Regions from separate parts of the Mus musculus genome. Here all the other regions are linked to region 2. Evidence: chromatin contacts called from public Hi-C, HiChIP or PLAC-seq and promoter capture Hi-C data. All regions are on one chromosome and are shown on one strand. The core of a region is the stretch at or near the end of the contact, and the rest is flanking DNA. Distances in the headings are between cores, read along the strand shown. Region 1 holds the start of Tub (tubby bipartite transcription factor). Region 2 holds the start of Akip1 (A kinase (PRKA) interacting protein 1). Region 3 holds the start of Adm (adrenomedullin). Region 4 has its middle 17 kb from the start of Gm28863. Region 5 holds the start of Swap70 (SWA-70 protein).

What was found. Promoter capture Hi-C pulls out the DNA fragments that hold promoters and counts their contacts. A called contact is a pair of places that touch in the nucleus more often than the background predicts. HiChIP or PLAC-seq counts read pairs in DNA pulled down with a chosen protein or histone mark.
Region 1: a contact with region 2 is called in a promoter capture Hi-C map of hippocampal neurons, with 2.3 times the contacts expected there. The contact joins the promoter of Tub here to the promoter of Akip1 in region 2. A contact is called at or near these places in 2 of 39 promoter capture datasets (cranial neural crest and hippocampal neurons).
Region 3: a Hi-C map of B cells shows a contact between it and region 2, with 12 read pairs. The contact joins the promoter of Adm here to the promoter of Akip1 in region 2. A contact is called at or near these places in 9 of 39 promoter capture datasets (3T3-L1-derived adipocytes, the C10 cell line, the HPC-7 cell line and 5 more), 9 of 484 Hi-C or Micro-C datasets (B cells, CD8 T cells, cardiomyocytes and 4 more), 2 of 115 datasets of contacts at active chromatin or transcription factors (T-cell acute lymphoblastic leukemia and embryonic stem cells) and 3 of 9 other capture datasets (adipose tissue, embryonic stem cells and liver).
Region 4: an HNF4G HiChIP or PLAC-seq map of pancreatic cancer cells shows a contact between it and region 2. The contact joins the enhancer-like site here to the promoter of Akip1 in region 2. A contact is called at or near these places in 2 of 484 Hi-C or Micro-C datasets (embryonic stem cells and pro-B cells), 2 of 115 datasets of contacts at active chromatin or transcription factors (T-cell acute lymphoblastic leukemia and pancreatic cancer cells) and 2 of 9 other capture datasets (adipose tissue and liver).
Region 5: an H3K4me3 HiChIP or PLAC-seq map of embryonic stem cells shows a contact between it and region 2, with 8 read pairs. The contact joins the promoter of Swap70 here to the promoter of Akip1 in region 2. A contact is called at or near these places in 1 of 39 promoter capture datasets (cranial neural crest) and 3 of 115 datasets of contacts at active chromatin or transcription factors (embryonic stem cells, large pre-B cells and pancreatic cancer cells).

Annotation. Positions count from the first base shown.
Region 1 is chr7:109,009,591-109,012,497 of GRCm38.p6, reverse strand. It overlaps Tub (tubby bipartite transcription factor), which reads right to left and starts at 1,618. Exons shown (of 12, transcript NM_021885.4): 1 at 1,360-1,618. The coding sequence starts at 1,397.
Region 2 is chr7:109,701,776-109,704,943 of GRCm38.p6, reverse strand. It overlaps Akip1 (A kinase (PRKA) interacting protein 1), which reads right to left and starts at 1,266. Exons shown (of 6, transcript NM_020616.2): 1 at 1,168-1,266; 2 at 774-998. The coding sequence starts at 992. It also overlaps a transcript of Denn2b not described here.
Region 3 is chr7:110,626,332-110,629,277 of GRCm38.p6, reverse strand. It overlaps Adm (adrenomedullin), which reads right to left and starts at 1,621. Exons shown (of 4, transcript NM_009627.2): 1 at 1,457-1,621; 2 at 902-1,021; 3 at 604-753; 4 at 1-416. The coding sequence starts at 999. The coding sequence ends at 110. Gm28863 (a long non-coding RNA gene) reads left to right here. Exons shown (of 3, transcript XR_003946665.1): 2 at 863-2,543; 3 at 2,780-2,946.
Region 4 is chr7:110,646,394-110,649,508 of GRCm38.p6, reverse strand. No RefSeq gene overlaps it. Among named protein-coding and RNA genes, the nearest start is that of Gm28863, 17 kb to the right of the region's middle. Within about 2 kb of position 1,373, at least 77 of the 459 cell types and tissues checked have an H3K27ac peak or open chromatin away from gene starts, as enhancers often do. A contact at or near this core is called in adipose tissue, liver and pancreatic cancer cells, where this site is marked.
Region 5 is chr7:110,219,947-110,223,250 of GRCm38.p6, reverse strand. Swap70 (SWA-70 protein) reads right to left here and starts at 1,548. Exons shown (of 12, transcript NM_009302.3): 1 at 1,342-1,548. The coding sequence starts at 1,440.

The sequences.
Region 1 (2,907 bases), core at 369-2,868, 690 kb after region 2:
TCACATGTCTGCAGGAGCCTGTGTATGACTCTCTGTCTACATGTGTCTCTGTGTGTGTTGGTGGTAAGACAGAAAATAACTCAAAAAGCCCCCACAGAGGCTGAGCTCAGAGGCAATAATTATTCTCGAGAAAAAATCGCTGAATTCCCAGGCCTATGACAGGTGCCTGTTGGTAGAAAGACCCGCTTTTAACAAGCTTCAGGCAGTTCGAGCTGGTTTCTAATTGGGGTTCTGTCTGGACCGACTCTTTGGAAGGACTCTGTCAGGATCACTTTCCTTCATGGGCTATGTGGGTCCTGAGTGTCTGATTCTGCAAACCAACAAATGTGCACCTGGGTCAGCAATAAAAAGTGGGTCTTAGCAGTCCAGCTCCCTTTTTACACACATGCCTCTTCAGGAGGCTTTAGAGACAGCCCGGTAGCCCATGGCAACTAGAGAGCCAATGAGTGGCCACGGATGTGGCGCTGCTATGGCAATGAGCTCTTTTCCCTGGTAATAGAATTGAGTAGTGGATGGAGAAAGGCCTGCACCTGTGTGAGGCTGGAGACCACCCCTCCCCCACCACCCACACAAGAAAACCCGAGTCTCTCTTAGGTCTGCCCAACCAAGTATCCAGGAACAGGAGGTTGGTCAATGCTCTTGAGTGCACGTGAGCGTGTGTGAGAGCAATTCTCTGAATTGTGAGCTAGTTCCACTAACAAGCATCTCTGAAAGGTACTGAATAGTACTTATGAGTAGGTAATACGGTGTATTCCTATACGCACAGATTTGAATGTATGCACCTGTGCAGCCCCCAAATTAAGGTCTACTGAGATATATGGGTACATGTAAGCTGCCATGTGGCCTGGGTTCTAACCATCTCAGCAAATCCATGCTTTGGGGATATGAACTGAACAGCAGGGACATATTTGGCCCAGCGCGCAGATGCTCTGTTTGTGTGCAAGCGTGAAGATGCAGGGATGTGTGCGCACAAGCTATCCAGACGCATGTCCTGGGTGCTGGGCCTAGGGGGCGGCTGGCTCACAGCAGTTCCTTTCTCCATGTGCCACCCGACTCAACAAGGCTAGAGATCTTTTAAGAAGCTTTGGGTGTTGAGAAGGGTGGAAAAGGGCAGGTGGCTTTGAGGCCCTCAAAGTTGGGATGGAAAAGCCCGGCACCTCCAACCCGCGCTCCCGGTGTTGGAAAGGAGACTGAGGGAGCAGTACCCTGCCTCCAGGCCAGATGGCCCCGACCGACGCTGCATCCCGACTCGGAGGATGGTGGGTGCCCTGGCTGCGCGCTCCCGTCCTCCTCCCCGCCCTCAGCGTTGGAATGGGGGTCCGAACATGCCCTGGAGCCGGGGAAGCCGGGCCCGCGTACCTGTAAGGAATCCAGTCGGAATGCGGCTTGGAAGTCATGTCTCCCGGGGGCGGGGCGGCGGCTGCGGCTCCGGTGGCCGGGACCGCTCGGGGCTGGCGCGGGGACCCTGCTCAACTCTCGGGCCGCCCCGGGCCGCATCCTCCCCGGCCCGACCGCTGGGCCCCGCCGAGGCCCTCTCTGCACGCCAGGGCCCCGGCCGCGGGCTCCCAGAACGGTTGTCTGTGCGCGGTGCAGCGCTCGGGAGAGGCGGCGGGAGTGCGCGGGGCACCGGGAGCGCGCGGGCTGGAGCGCGCCTGAGGCGGGAGAGGCAGTCCGCACCGCAGGCGCCGGGTCTCGCGCCCCAGGCTGAGCCCTGCGTGGCAGCCGCCGCCCCGCCCCTGGCCCCGCCTCGACGGAGACCCCACCCTGGCCGGTGGATGCAGACCGCGCGGGATGCCCACTCTCTGCCGGAAGGATGCTGTCACCTAGCCTCAGTTTCTCCCTCTAGGACCTCAGCTATCCCTCAGTCCTTGACTATCTCAGATTTACCCTGGACTCAACTCAGGGAGCCTCTGGTCTGAGTACTGACTGAGTCCCTGTTTCCTTCTCAACTTCCCATTTCATGTGCCTGCCTCCATAACCTTCTGATCTTTAGTTAAGTAAACGGTGTTTCCTCTGCCTGGGTCATTCTTTTGGACCTTACGCTTCCCATCCACGTTTCCACAACCAAGGGAAGAGTTCTGTTTACGGTTGCACTCCAGGTCCTTAGAAAGTTGGAGCATTAGCGGGCACAACAGCTTTGACAAGCAAATATTTTATCCCTATTTCCCAGGGAATGAAGTCTGAGAAATGGCTTGACCGAAGGGCAAGGAACAAGGAAGTGTTGGAGCTGAAGTTGAACCAGGGTCTCTCATCTCTCAAAGCCCTTTTGGAGGGCAGCAAAATCTCAAGAAAGATCCTCCTAACCTTGAATGCTGCTGAGATGGCTGTACAGAGGACCTACATTTAATAACAGGCAGGGGAGGGAAAGATGGAAGATCCATAATAGGGCTAGATGGAAGAAGGGAGAGGCCAGGTATCCAGCAACGTAGGAGGCTGGAAGGCCAGCCTGAACCTCATAATGGGGATCAGGGAAGGGACTACTGATGAACACAGACCCTATACACTCCTCAAGTGTACCTTAGGCTCAGCAGCACCGGATATGCAGTAGAGCCTCCATGGAGAGATATTCTGGCAGCACTGGGAGGAGTGTGGTAATGACCCCCATGTTTAGGGTGGGTCTCATCTTACTGCCCTGGAGCCAAGCCAGAACCTGCCCCTGGGGCTTATTCCAGCTTCTCAGCCTTGTCTGACCCATAAACTACAAATACAATAATGATGATATATGGACTGCTTGGTGAGCTATCAGGGGTTGGGGCTTTGTTAGGTGAGATTTAAATAACTTCATTAACGACTGGCCTAGGAACTGTATATATATATATATAGATAAATAGATAGATAGATAGATAGATAGATAGATAGATAGATAGATAGATTTTTTTTTCAGCAGAGGAAATGAAGCACAGAGAA
Region 2 (3,168 bases), core at 17-2,516:
AATAAATGGCAAGTCATAGGTGAGACCTACAAATCCCCTACTGGAGAAGGACATCATTTGAGAAATAGCCCTTTTTCACTTTTAGGAAAGCTTCTGCAAGCTGAAACTGGTAAGAAGGATCTTGCTGAGAAAAAAAAAAAAAAATCCAACTCTGTAAACTAGATGTGCAATTTATCCAGGAACTAAAATAACTGGTTGGCTGGCTTTACTCACTATTGAGTAATGGGAAAGAACTGTTATTGTTGTTTATGATTTTTTGAGACAAGATCACATGTACACTAGGAAGACTTTGTACTTGATCCTTAGCCCCGACCTCCCAAGTTCTGGCACCACACTAAGAATTGTATTTATTTACTTTAGACAGGGTTTCACTAGGTAACACACGATGGCTTGAAACTTGCTATGTAGAACAGGCTAATCTCGAACTCAAGAGATCTGTCTGCTTCTGCCTCCTGGATGCTGAGATTAATGGTGTGCACCACCACACCCGGTAAGAAATTTTATGTTATAAGTAAGCAGAATACTACTATTCTTTTGTTATTCAAAAAGAATTGGGTCACACCGTGCTTGTACACAACCTCTTTAATACTAGTACCTAAATCGTAGGCAAGAGTTCAAGGCCAGCCTGGGCTATACGAGACCGTGTCAAAAGCAGTTTCCAAACAACGTTTCCACTTTTGCTCCAATGCGTTACATCTTCTGGACATGGGAGGCTTCCTCCCGCCCAGTGGCGGCGGAGAATGACTAGACAGTCCCCCAGCTCCCGGCCTCACCTCTCCTAGGAGGCGCTGGGAACCAGGGACCGACCATCTTTCCTGGTAGGGGCCCTGGCGGTAAAGGACCCCCACGTTGCCTCTGGATCGCTCTGGAGAATGCCAGTCCACTGCCCTCCTCTTGGCGCGCTCCAATACTTCCCTCCCCAGCCGAGCAGAGCGCTGGAGCGAGCGCCGGTCCACTCCGTTCAGCGCCGCGGCCGCCAGACAGTATTCCATGTCTCCCTGGACACATACACAGACAAGTCAACTAGGCCCGGATCCGGGCGGCAACTTCCCCGCGACCCCAACTCCCCCTTCGCCTGCATCGCGCAATCCAAGTGGGGAGGAACTAGCAGGCAGGACCCCTGCCCCTTGCACTTCCGCCTCTCAGACCCTGGGTACAGCCCCTCACCCGGCCTGCTTCTCCGGGCGCACGCGCATAGCGCTCACACGGACACGCCTTCCGTGTTCCCGCGGCCCTTCTTTCGCGCCAGTTGCCAAGCTAACTGCTGCGCGCCGTGGGCGGGGCCTGGCGATGGGCGGAGCCGGTGTGGGCGGGGCCGGGTCGAGGGGCACGTGGGCCCAGCCTTAATCAGCTTCAGACGCGAAGCGGGCGCTTGTTGTCGTTCGAGGACTTTCTTGCCGCGACAGGTCAGTGTGGATCCCGTGACTCGTTGCGCTAAAAACATTTGTGAGAGTAGGTGCATGCGGACCGTATTCAGGGGTCTCGCCACTCCAGAACCACTTTTGTGTGAGGAGGTGATGAGGCTAGCGGACCAACGCGACTGAGGAGGTAGTGCTGGGGAAAGGGCATTCTGTCAGAAGAACTCTCAAGGCTGGGGATGGAGGCCAGACGGAGGTCTTGGAACTGTGGGTGAGGGGACTGGTAAGACTCCAGGGGATGGCAGGTATTTCTTGGCAGGTTGGTAGAGGATGTAGTGGAGTGGTGAGTGGGGAATCCCGTCATTCCCTTCCTGCAGCTTCCTCATTCCTCCCTTGGAAGAACAGATTCACACAATTTTGTTGGAGGTTTATTTGTTTGTTTGTTTTTGACAGTCTCACTGTGCAAACCCTCACTATGTAGACCAGGCTGGCTTTCAGTCTCTTTGGTCCTGGGATCTGGACCTACCATTCAAGCATCAATCGTATCACTTTTTAAAGTAAGAAATGGATCAGATACCTTTCAGAACACCATGGGGCTATGGTGAAAGCCCTGGGTCTCAGCGGGAGTGACACCCCCTGGTGAGCAGCAGGGCGTGAATGGGGAGAAAGTTCCACTTTAAGGAACATTGCTCAGTGCGGGGTGGGTCCCTCACAGGACACAAAGGAATTCTCAGTCCTTAAGTAGTGTGAATAGAGAAACATTTGCCCACAAACCTAGCTACCTGAGATTCCTTGAAATCCATGCCAGAAGCCAGGATCTGTAGTGTGCATCTGTCAGCCCTACCCTGCAACAGTGACATAAGAGGTGAGGACAGGAAATTGGCTAGAACTCCTGGACTAGACACCTTGAATTATATAGTCTAGCAGTAGCAACAAGCAAGACCCTGCCTTACACATGGCAGAAGGTGAGAACGGACTCCCAAAAGTTGTCCTCAGACCTCCATACACTTTCTTTGGCACACATGTACTACATTCACACACATAAAAAATGAGTAAAAAGTAGTCTAGTTCTTATTGATGAATGATTCTCACTTCAACTTCAGGATCTAGGTAGCCTCTATTCTGATTGACATCCCCATAAATTTGCCTTTTTCTGGCGATTCATACAAATAAAATCATATGGTATGTGGCCCTTTGGACCGGTCTCTTTCATTTAGATTACTTTGAGGCTTGTCTGAGTTATAGTATATAGTACATTGTCATCCCTTTTTATGGATAAATAATATTCCATTATATGAATATACTGTATTTTGTTTATTCATCACTTGGAACTATTTCCATCCTGGAGGCCTATTCTGATAATGCATTCTAAGACTAAATATTTTCATTTCTCTTGAGCAGAAACTTTGAAGTAAAAATTTTGAGAGTATTATAAATTTATATTTACATGATATGAAACTGCCAGGCTGTTATTCAAAGTTGCTGCACAGTTTTATATTCCCACAACTGGCCGCTTTTCCGTGTCCACTCTAGCGTTTGTTGCCTTTTTGTGTTGCAGTCCTTCTCCTGCTGGTGTGAGTATGAAGTGACAGTCTCTGGGGCTTCAGTTAGGATTTCCATAGTGACCGGTACTGCTGTAGACCGTTTCTTGTTATTTCTAGCTGTTCCTATGTGCCCTTTGCTGAAATACCTGGTCAAATCCTTTGTCTGTTTTTTAATATGGTTTGTCTGTGGTTTTTAAAAATTATTATTGGGCAATAAGAGTTCAAATTCTGAATATAGGCCCCCTTTATTAGATATACGGTTTGTA
Region 3 (2,946 bases), core at 372-2,871, 920 kb before region 2:
GCCAGGCAGATCTCTGCAGGATTGTCTCAGTCCGCCCCGGTGCGAAGTTCTCTGATTCCGCAGGCGCCAACGGGATACTCGCCCGACTGTTCAATGCTGTCACCCGCACCTATATCCTAAAGAGTCTGGAGATGTGCGCCCAGGGGCCTGGGGCTGTGTGTGTCTGCTCCTGGGAGGACTCCACAGTCCGGGACCGGAGGACCTCCAGCAGGGAACGCCGGCGCCGGCGGCCATAGCCTTGAGGGCTGATCTTGTTTCTGGGAGCCATGCCGTCCTTGTCTTTGTCTGTTAGCTGGTAGATCTGGTGGGCCAATTTCTGAAATGTGCAGGTCCCGAAGCGGCATCCATTGCTGCGGGAACCCTGGTTCATGCTCTGGCGGTAGCGTTTGACACGAATGTGGGCTTCGCTCTGATTGCTGTGAAGAAGGAAGGACACCTCATCAACCGGGGCTTTGGTCCCAACCACCTGGGACCGGAGCCATGCAGTACCCGAGGGACCTGGAACCCGTTCCCTCCGCCGGAGCCTCAGCTGCAGTGCAGCCAGGACAATCCCCAGGGTCAGAGTAGTGGAGAGGGCACATCCTCTGCAGAGAGCATAGTTACCTGGCTTGTAGGGGGCCAGTTGTGTTCTGCTCGTCCAGGAATGGATCAAGAGTCTGGGTAGGAACTGTCGTCTCATCAGCGAGTCCCGTAGGGTAGCTGCTGGATGCTTGTAGTTCCCTCTTCCCACGACTTAGCGCCCACTTATTCCACCTAGAAAACACAAGCAGATGCGTTTGGCCTAAGTTCAAGTGATGTCCCAGCCAGCTCCACTCCCTTTGTAACACCTCCAGACCATCTCTCAGTTTTCTCTCATTGCCAGGTATTCAAAGTGAAGAAAGAAAGCACGGCCCAAACTCACTTCTTTCGGAACTGCGAAGGAGTATCTGGCCCTGCAGTGTCCGCGCCTAGGAAAGCGAGTGAACCCAATAACATCAGGGTGATGGAAACCAGCTTCATTCTGTGGCGATGCTCTGATACCCTGGAAAGGAACAAGACACCGAGTGTGAGCAACCGGGCCAGCAGCACGATCCCGTCAGCACGCGAAGGGTGGCGGCAGGACGGGGAGCCGCTTGGCAGCGCTCTTCCTGGCTCAGCTGCTTATCTCCCCCACTGGCGCAGAGAAACACCGGAGATTTTTGCGCTGGCCGGGTGGGTGACAAGCAAGGCAAAGGAAGCCATTGAGAAGTGCCAGGCTTCCAGAGGTTTCCAACTAAAGTCCCAGGATCTCAGCCCAAGGAGGAGGGGGGATCTCAAGAGAGCTCCAGCTGTGCGCATGAGCTAGACCTGGGCAATGAGGTGTTCTCTACATTGGATACCCTAAAGTGGGTTGTTCCCCCTTGTCCAGCTCTGCAAGTTTTGGGGCTTTGGCAAAGCCGTCCCCCTCCCTAACATGCTGGAGGCCAGCGGTTCCTACCTGATAAAGGGGTGCGTTGTCAAGCACTTGAAGCAGAAAGAAGTCCTTCTGACAGTAGCAAAACCCCAAAGTCCAAGATTGACTGCGATGAGAAGCCGAGAAACCAGGAGCGGGAGCGGTAACGCTGGAGTTGCTCTGTCTAGTGTCACCAAGAAACCACTGACTAGTGAGCACCAGCTCCAGCGTCTTATAAGCGCTCAGGGGCGGACGGTGGGCGTGGTCAGATTTGCCCTGGAGTCCTCCCTCTCCAGCGTGCTTGCTTCTAAAACCAGACCTGCCCTGCAGCTTGCCTGTGGGTATGGGGGGTAGGGGTAAGAGGTCCCCTGTGGCTAGACATCTCAGAGATCCGCTCTGAGAGATTAGACTGGAGCAGGACTTCCCTTGCCCTAATTTCCCAGCATAGAGTTCAAACAGTGAGAAGGGAAGGGGAACCAGAACAACTCGGGTGGGGTGAATCCTTTGCCCATAATGTGTACAACCCAGAGTGCTGATCTGAGCTTCCTGGACAGTGCTGCAAGAACCGGGAGACGGGTGGGACACATGGATAACCAAAACCCCGGACTTGGGGAGCTGTGACCTCAAATGGACCGCGCCCCCTGCCGGCTTAGCACCTGACTGAGCCTCGACCCCCATCTGTGCCCGCAGGGTACACCTGGAAGGGAGAGGCTCAGTCTCCAGTGACTGGGACTGAGGGGTTTCTCGATAGACTAGCCAGTACGGATTTCGTAATAAGGGCAGAACTGGGAACAGCTGAATTGGAAATTGGGGTTTGGAGAGGGTAGTTATCTGAAAATTCAGAACTCACATTCCTATTTGGAAATACAGGAATAGCCAAAATTAGGAAGAGAGATAGTTTTGTTTTCTTCCTTGTGATACTATTATCCCTTATAAGGCTATGACCTGCGAGTTGACCTGACTGCCTTCATTCATCCATCATAAACGTGAGGATTGACTGACTGGGAGCACACTAATGCCTCACATATGTTAATCACTTTACAGTTGACAAATCCCAGCCAGATCCCAATCGCTTTTGATCTCTACACTCCCGAGCTGGTGTTCTCTTGAATTAAAGTGAAGTGCCGAAAGGGTAAGTCTATTGCCCAGTCACACTAAAGGTGGGAAGCTGTAGAGTCTGGACTCAAAAGACTGGGGCACAGCGGCTCGGTTTTCTGGCTGGGGTCACCATTCTCATCAGGTGGGGGGAGAATGCCGGCCCCCGCCTAGCCCAGAGATATGTGCTAATTCACGATGAATCAGTTCGAACACGTTTGCCACGGGCTGGTGCTCTTCACAGATCCGTGAGTTCACTTTCTTCCCTTCTAGGGCCAAACTGGGCGACAGGCGTAGCTCCGCATGCAGGTCTCCCGGAAGGTCCCGAAGCTAAAGACATGACCTACGACAGCTCCTAGCCCCCAGCCCTGGTGATGTGGACACAGACAACTCATGTCCTCTTCCTGGCGACCCCGGCAGATCTCCCAGTGTCCTACCTT
Region 4 (3,115 bases), core at 124-2,623, 940 kb before region 2:
ACATGCATAAGATAAAAATAAATTTCACAAACACCTAAAATAGCCTAAGGAAGGAAGGGTCTATTTTTGCTCACAGTTTGAAAGTACAGTCCATTGTGGTAAGGAAGTCGATGGTGTCACAGCACAGAACAGCTGGTCACATTGCATCTAAGTCAGGAAGCAGAGAGAGGAGTGCCATGGCCGGGTTCAGCGTTTTTCCTCCTTATTAGTCAGTCTGGACCTGAGCCCAAAGGATGGTGCTGCTCAAATGCAGAGTGGAAGGCACCAAGTCAACCCTCTACAAAGCTGGGGTTAACTTTGAATTCACATATCACACCGTATCCTACAGGGCTCAGTAAATGTCTCTATTGCCTACAACGTTATGCCCAGAACACTTCATTATAAGTCCGTTCTGGGTCCATTCAGTGGTATGGGATAGCCTGGGAATGTTGCCACAAAGTATAACATTGTTCCTCCTCAGGAATAGTCTTCCAGATTCCAAAGGACAGATTTGCAAACAGCCTTCTGGAGTGCAGCCCCGTGTACTGCTGGGAACTGCCTTTGTCCGACTTGTTTACTTGGGAAGAACTCCTCTGGACTTTGACCCCTGCAGCTGCCTGGAAGGAGGTAACCTGGCTTTAGCCAATCCAGGGTGCGGCCCGGCCAGGAGCAAAGTAAAGCTGGTAGCCACTGCTGCCTACTAAGACACCACATGGGCACTGCCACCACAGCTTGGGGTTGGGGGAGGGCAGACTGTTCAGAGGTCTGCAGCGCTGAGGAACCCACTTGAAGAGCACCAGTCTCCTCCCCACGCTTGCCGGTGATGGAAGAGAGACAAAGTTGACTCACTTGAAGAAGAGAGGCATCTACAGTTTTCAAGGACTACGGAGGAAAACCCTTCCTCTAAGCAGCTGCCCCGTCTCACTGCTGCTGAATTCCTCCCACAGGCAGCAATGGCTTTGAGTGTCAATGGCCGGCCCGAGCCACACTGGCCTTGAAGATTCCTAAGAGCTATTTTGAGTGATTTCACTGCTCGCGGTCCTGGCAAACTTATCCATTTTCAGACAATATTTAGATTCTGAGGTAAGTGTGAACTAGATAATGACCTTTCAAGCCATGGCACGATGTTCTGTTTAAAGCTTTCGTTTCTTCCTCAGAGCAACTACAAAGTCCTCTGACCCTTCAGCATGGCCTCCTGGAGATTTCCCTAAGGTTCTGCGCACACTCCTGTGCTGCGCGTGTGCGGAGGGTGGGGGTGGGGTCGTAATGACTGAGGGCAAAATCCTCACGTGTCTTGGGTCCTGAGGAACCAAATTGAACTTCTGAGATGCATAGTACCAAGGCATGGTCTGAGGCATTTCATGCTCTCTGGATGTTTTTAAGGCTGGCCTCAAAATACATGTGAGCATAGAGCAGCCGTCCCCCAGTGAGTGTAACTAGTAGTTGGCTGGCTATGGCTGAAACAATAGGCTATCTGCAACTTTACTTTTAGGTGACTCATCAGAAAAGCTATTTTAGACAGTCTGTAGCGAGTAAGATTACATTTGTTCTAAGAGAAACAGACCTAAGGGACAAAAGGCTAATTGCAAAAGTGCTCTTTTTCAGCTCAGAGAAGCCTTGCTGTATTTTCTTGACAGCATCTTAGTTACCAGACACAACAGAAGGCATAAAAGCTGGTATCAAAAACAATGGGAAACAATCATGCCCTGACACCACCCGGCACGCACACCACTTTGCTCATCAAAAGGCAAGCTTGTTGAAGAAGCAACGGCCTTGTCCACATGCTCATCATAGAGCCTACACATGCCCTTGTGTGGGAACCTTTGTCAGGCTGCGGCTATGGTGGCCTTGTGACCTGCCAATCGGTTGTCCAACCTTCTGATCATCTGGAGTTCTCTCAGCAGTTGCTATCCCCTCTCTCTCCACCAACTCAGGGTGAAGGAGCAGGTAGAACTTTCTGGCAGGAACTTGGAGCATAGGCTGAGTCTTCTGGGGTGAGCAAGAACACAGCAGATACAAGAGATGGTGGGTGGGCTCCCACAGATCTCCAAGCAATCCCAGGAAGCATTTAGCTTATTATTCACTAAACAGTTGTTCCCTGCCTGAAGATGAGAAGTGAAATGACCCAGGATCTTCTAGAACTAAGAGCTGTCATGAGTATCCCGAGAGGAAGGAAAAGCTGAAACCATTACCCCAGACCTGCAAGGGTTTTCCTGTCTTGGGTCCCCTCACTTTCCATTGCTGAGATCACATCAGCCCCCCAAGAGGAAATATTGCTTTAGTGGCTGGCCTCTTGCCATGGCTGAGCCAGGCTAGAACATTCCCAAAGCCTTTACACAACCCTAGAGAAGAACAACTGGACATAAACAAGAAAATGCATGAAACATAAACACAACACAAGCTTGTGAACCACAGTAACAGGGCAAGACACGGGTGGAAGGAATTTTGCGTGTTATGAGTTTTTGTGAATTTATCAAGAGCCATACTTACTCTAAAAGCAATGCATCTGTATTTTGAAGCCTCTATAGTGTACCTTTTGTCTCCTCGTCACACTCTAGTATGTATGCTTTGTATACCATGAGCTGTTCATCTGAGTAATTCTGAGAAGCCTTCCTCCTACTCCTTCCTCCCTTCCCCCACCCCCACCCCTACCTCCTCCAGGATTTCTGCAGATGAGTGCATAGGTGATCAGCTCAGTCATTCAATAAATGTGGGCCTAAGTAGGAGCTGTGGCGCAAGACATTGAGTAATGAGCCATCGTATACCTGGTCTTATCAGGCTCAGTCTGATAGGAGAAACTATCAAGGGTCATTTCCTTAATACTTTATGTCATCTAAAAACTATCAGATTTGACTTAAAAAAAATCAGATTTAGCTGAGCATGGTGGAGCACGCCTTTAATCCCAGCACTCGGGAGGCAGAAGCAGGCAGATTTCTGAGTTCGAGGCCAGCCTAGTCTACAAAGTGAGTTCCAGGACAGCCAGGGCTATACAGAGAAACCCTGTCTTAAAAAACCAACCAGCCAAACAAACAAACAAAAATAAATAAATAAATAAACAGATTTATATGAAAATCCATCTAACAGGCTCGTTAATCTCTGCCAATAAAAAAAAAAAAACAAAACAAAACAACAACAA
Region 5 (3,304 bases), core at 299-2,798, 520 kb before region 2:
CTATTCAGAATCACGAATAAACTAGAAATAACAAATCTTCAAGAGTGAATGGATAACTATGGCACACCTATAAGATGTACTAGCCTAGCAATAACAATACACATACTATAGGTTAACTTCTAAGGCATTCATCTGAGTAAAGGAAGCTGGTTTCAGAAGATCCAATTCATATCACACTTGAAAAAGGAAGACTAGAACAGATCCGTGGTTACCACCTGTTGGAGATGGGGCAGTATGACAAAGCTTTGTGGGACAGAACTGATGAAATCCTAGTTAGTTAGTGATAGTTACTTCCTACGTGTGCTAAAACTCGTTGAACTGTACACCAGAAAAACCTATTATTAACTTTTTTAAATATTATTTTTAAATTATGAGCGTGCATGTGAAAATGTGTGTGCTGCTGCCCACAGACGCGAGAGGCAGCCCCTGGAGCTGGAATTATAGGCTACCCCTATAGCTATGTGAGTTATCCCACGTGGGTGCTGGGAACAGAATTCTGGACCTCTGGAAGAGCAGTCGCCCCTAACCACGGAGCATCCATCTCTCCAAGACCCCGTATATTACTTTTTTTAAAGTAAAAGTATGTGACTAATTTCCATCGGTCCTTCCAGACTATGATTTAATGAATAAGATCAAAAGGAAAACAAGTGAGCCCGCCAGATCCTGCTGGCAATAAAAGTCACTACTGAAAAGAACTTCCTCATTTACTACACAAAATATACAAAGCAAACCCAAACTTCGGAAATTTTTTTTCTTAGAAGAGGCTAAGAAAACCCAGTCATTCAGATCCAAAATGTGTATATTTTAAAAATGCCTGTTGAATGGCTCCTCTTGTCTGTTTCTATATTTCAGGCTTTTCAAGACGCTGCCAATTTCTCCTGGCTGGGTGCCACTTTGGGGTTTACTCGACTTACAAGTATCCCTTTATGCGTACCTCATACTCTGGAGTCTTTAGGCAGCCCTGAGGAGGACTCTGCAAAAGCAATGGCCTTTGCAGGGAGCCCGTAAGACCCGGGGCCGCTCCGCACGCGCTCTCACTGGCCCCAAGGTCTGCGGACGCCGGGGCGGGGAGGCTCTGCTCAGCGTCCCGGAGGCGAGCCTGAGGCTCCCGGGCCCCCATACAGCCCGTGGCGGGGGGAGACGCTCTGCGGGTCCCGCGGCGCCTCTCGGAGCGCACCTCGGCCGTCGCGGGAGCCGCAGGAGCGCGTCCACCCCCGCGCACCGCCCGGAGGCCTGAGGAAGAGTGAGGACCGCCGCCCCGCCACATTCCCAAGCAGCCCTCCCTGCGGACACCGCCGCGGGTCCCGTGCCCTACAGGAAGAGCGCCGGCAGGGGGCTCACCTTGAGTTGCGACTTGGAGACCTTGCCGCTGCGGTCCAGGTCGAGCGCGGTGAAGGCGTGCCAAATGGCTTTGAGCAGTTCGTCTTTCAAGCCCCTCATGGCCGCGGCCGCGCTGCCCTAACAGACCTGGTCAGCCCAGTCGGCAACTCAGCGCCTCTGCCTCCTGCAGGATCCCCACAGAAGACTCGGCCCGCCGCGCGGTCACCTGACCGCTGCAGGCCCCGCCCTCCCAAAGGGCACACCCCTCTGGTCCCGCCCCTCCGTCTTACCAACCAGCCCTGGGATACCCTCTGCCCACTACGGGGACGTAAACAACACGCAAAGTCCTTGTGGTGGGTTTCCACACCAACTCAGGCCATTTTCAAAGCTCGCATGTGCTCCCAAAGGAATGCCCACCAGCCCGAGGAACACTCAAGACTGGAGTGATCAGCCACTGAGGCTTTTGCAGGAGTCTCACAGTTATTAAAGGAGTCTTGGTTCAGTCCTGGGATGGAGTCACGGTCTTAAGAGGCCAGACAAGACCCCGAAAAATGTCCAGGCAGAGCCTGGAATGCTCAGTCCCAAATCAGGAAGGATAAAGAAGGAGACAGAAACAAAAATAGAAATCTAAGAAAGTTGCTTCATGCACTTTGCAAATATGCATTGATGGCCCTCTGTAGTGGCCTCTAGGGGCAGAGCAACAAGTTTTAAGAAGAGTTAAGAAGTCAATGATAGGCTTATAAAGGCTCATAGATAAAGGCTCTTGATGCCAAACCTAACGATTTTGAGTTCTCTCTCCTAAACCCACATAGGGGAATGAGAATCGCAAGTCGTCTCCTGACTTCCACCGCATGCCCACACACCTACAATAAATAAATAAATAAATAAATAAATGAGTAAAATAGAAGTTAATAAGCCCAGCAACATTTTCTTTCTAACCTCTGCCGCTTAGGATCAGTTCACATCCTAGGAAGAGCTTCACGGAGGTAAAGTTGCTGTCGCTGGTGGATTGTGCTCCCATTATTGGAAATCATGCAAATCACTCCATCTATTTTAATAATGAGAATGGTTGACCACTTAAAAGAATCCATCCAGACCTAGAGAAGTGCCCAGATGGCATCTCTTACACTTGAACTCTTCTGACTTCAAATTCTCCACAAATAGAAAGAGCATAGATACCAGATGGTCCAGAAGGCTCTTTCCCACTGCCTGGGGTAGTGACTGTGACTGGGTAACTTGAATCTCATCACAATAGCACAATCCTTAGACACTATGGAAAGGATAACTATCAAAAGTCAAAAGCAGGGGATTCCCAGATCAAAGTGTAGTTTATTTTTCCTCTTTAAAGTTCCTTTGGGCCTATGGTGTAGCTCAGTTGGTAGAGCTCTTATCTAACATGTACAAAGCCCTGAATTTATCCTTAGCACTACACGGTGCTAGACCAGGCATGGTGGTGCATGTCTGTAATCCCAGCGCTTGGAATTCAGAAGTCCAATGACATCCTTAGCTACATATGGAGGTTGAAGCTAGCCAGGACTAAATGAAACCCTGCCTGTAAATTAATAAACTTCTTGATGTCCACATATGTCTTATTTTAAAGGGGACAGGAGAGATAAACTAATTTGGAAAGAGTCAAAAAAAAAGAAAAAAAAAGAATAAGCTGCATCAATGAGTTTAAGGGCAGAGGGAATATTGTGATCATAAAAAGAGAAAGAGCTATAAGAATATGTTCTATCTGGGTGTGGGGGAAGGGGGTACCTCTGCGGGCCCATGCCAAGGCATCCCTTCCCCCTGAGAGACCAGCCACACAGCATGGTATAGTATAGAATAGAGTTTATTCAGGGCATGGGGAGGGGAGTTAAGAGAGTTGTAGAGGCAGAGAAAGGCAGAGAGAAGGAGAAAGTAGAGAAATGGAGGCCAGCCATGACCACGTGGAGAGAGGGGGGGAATGGAATGGAGCGAGGGGGAGCAAGGGGGCAAGAGG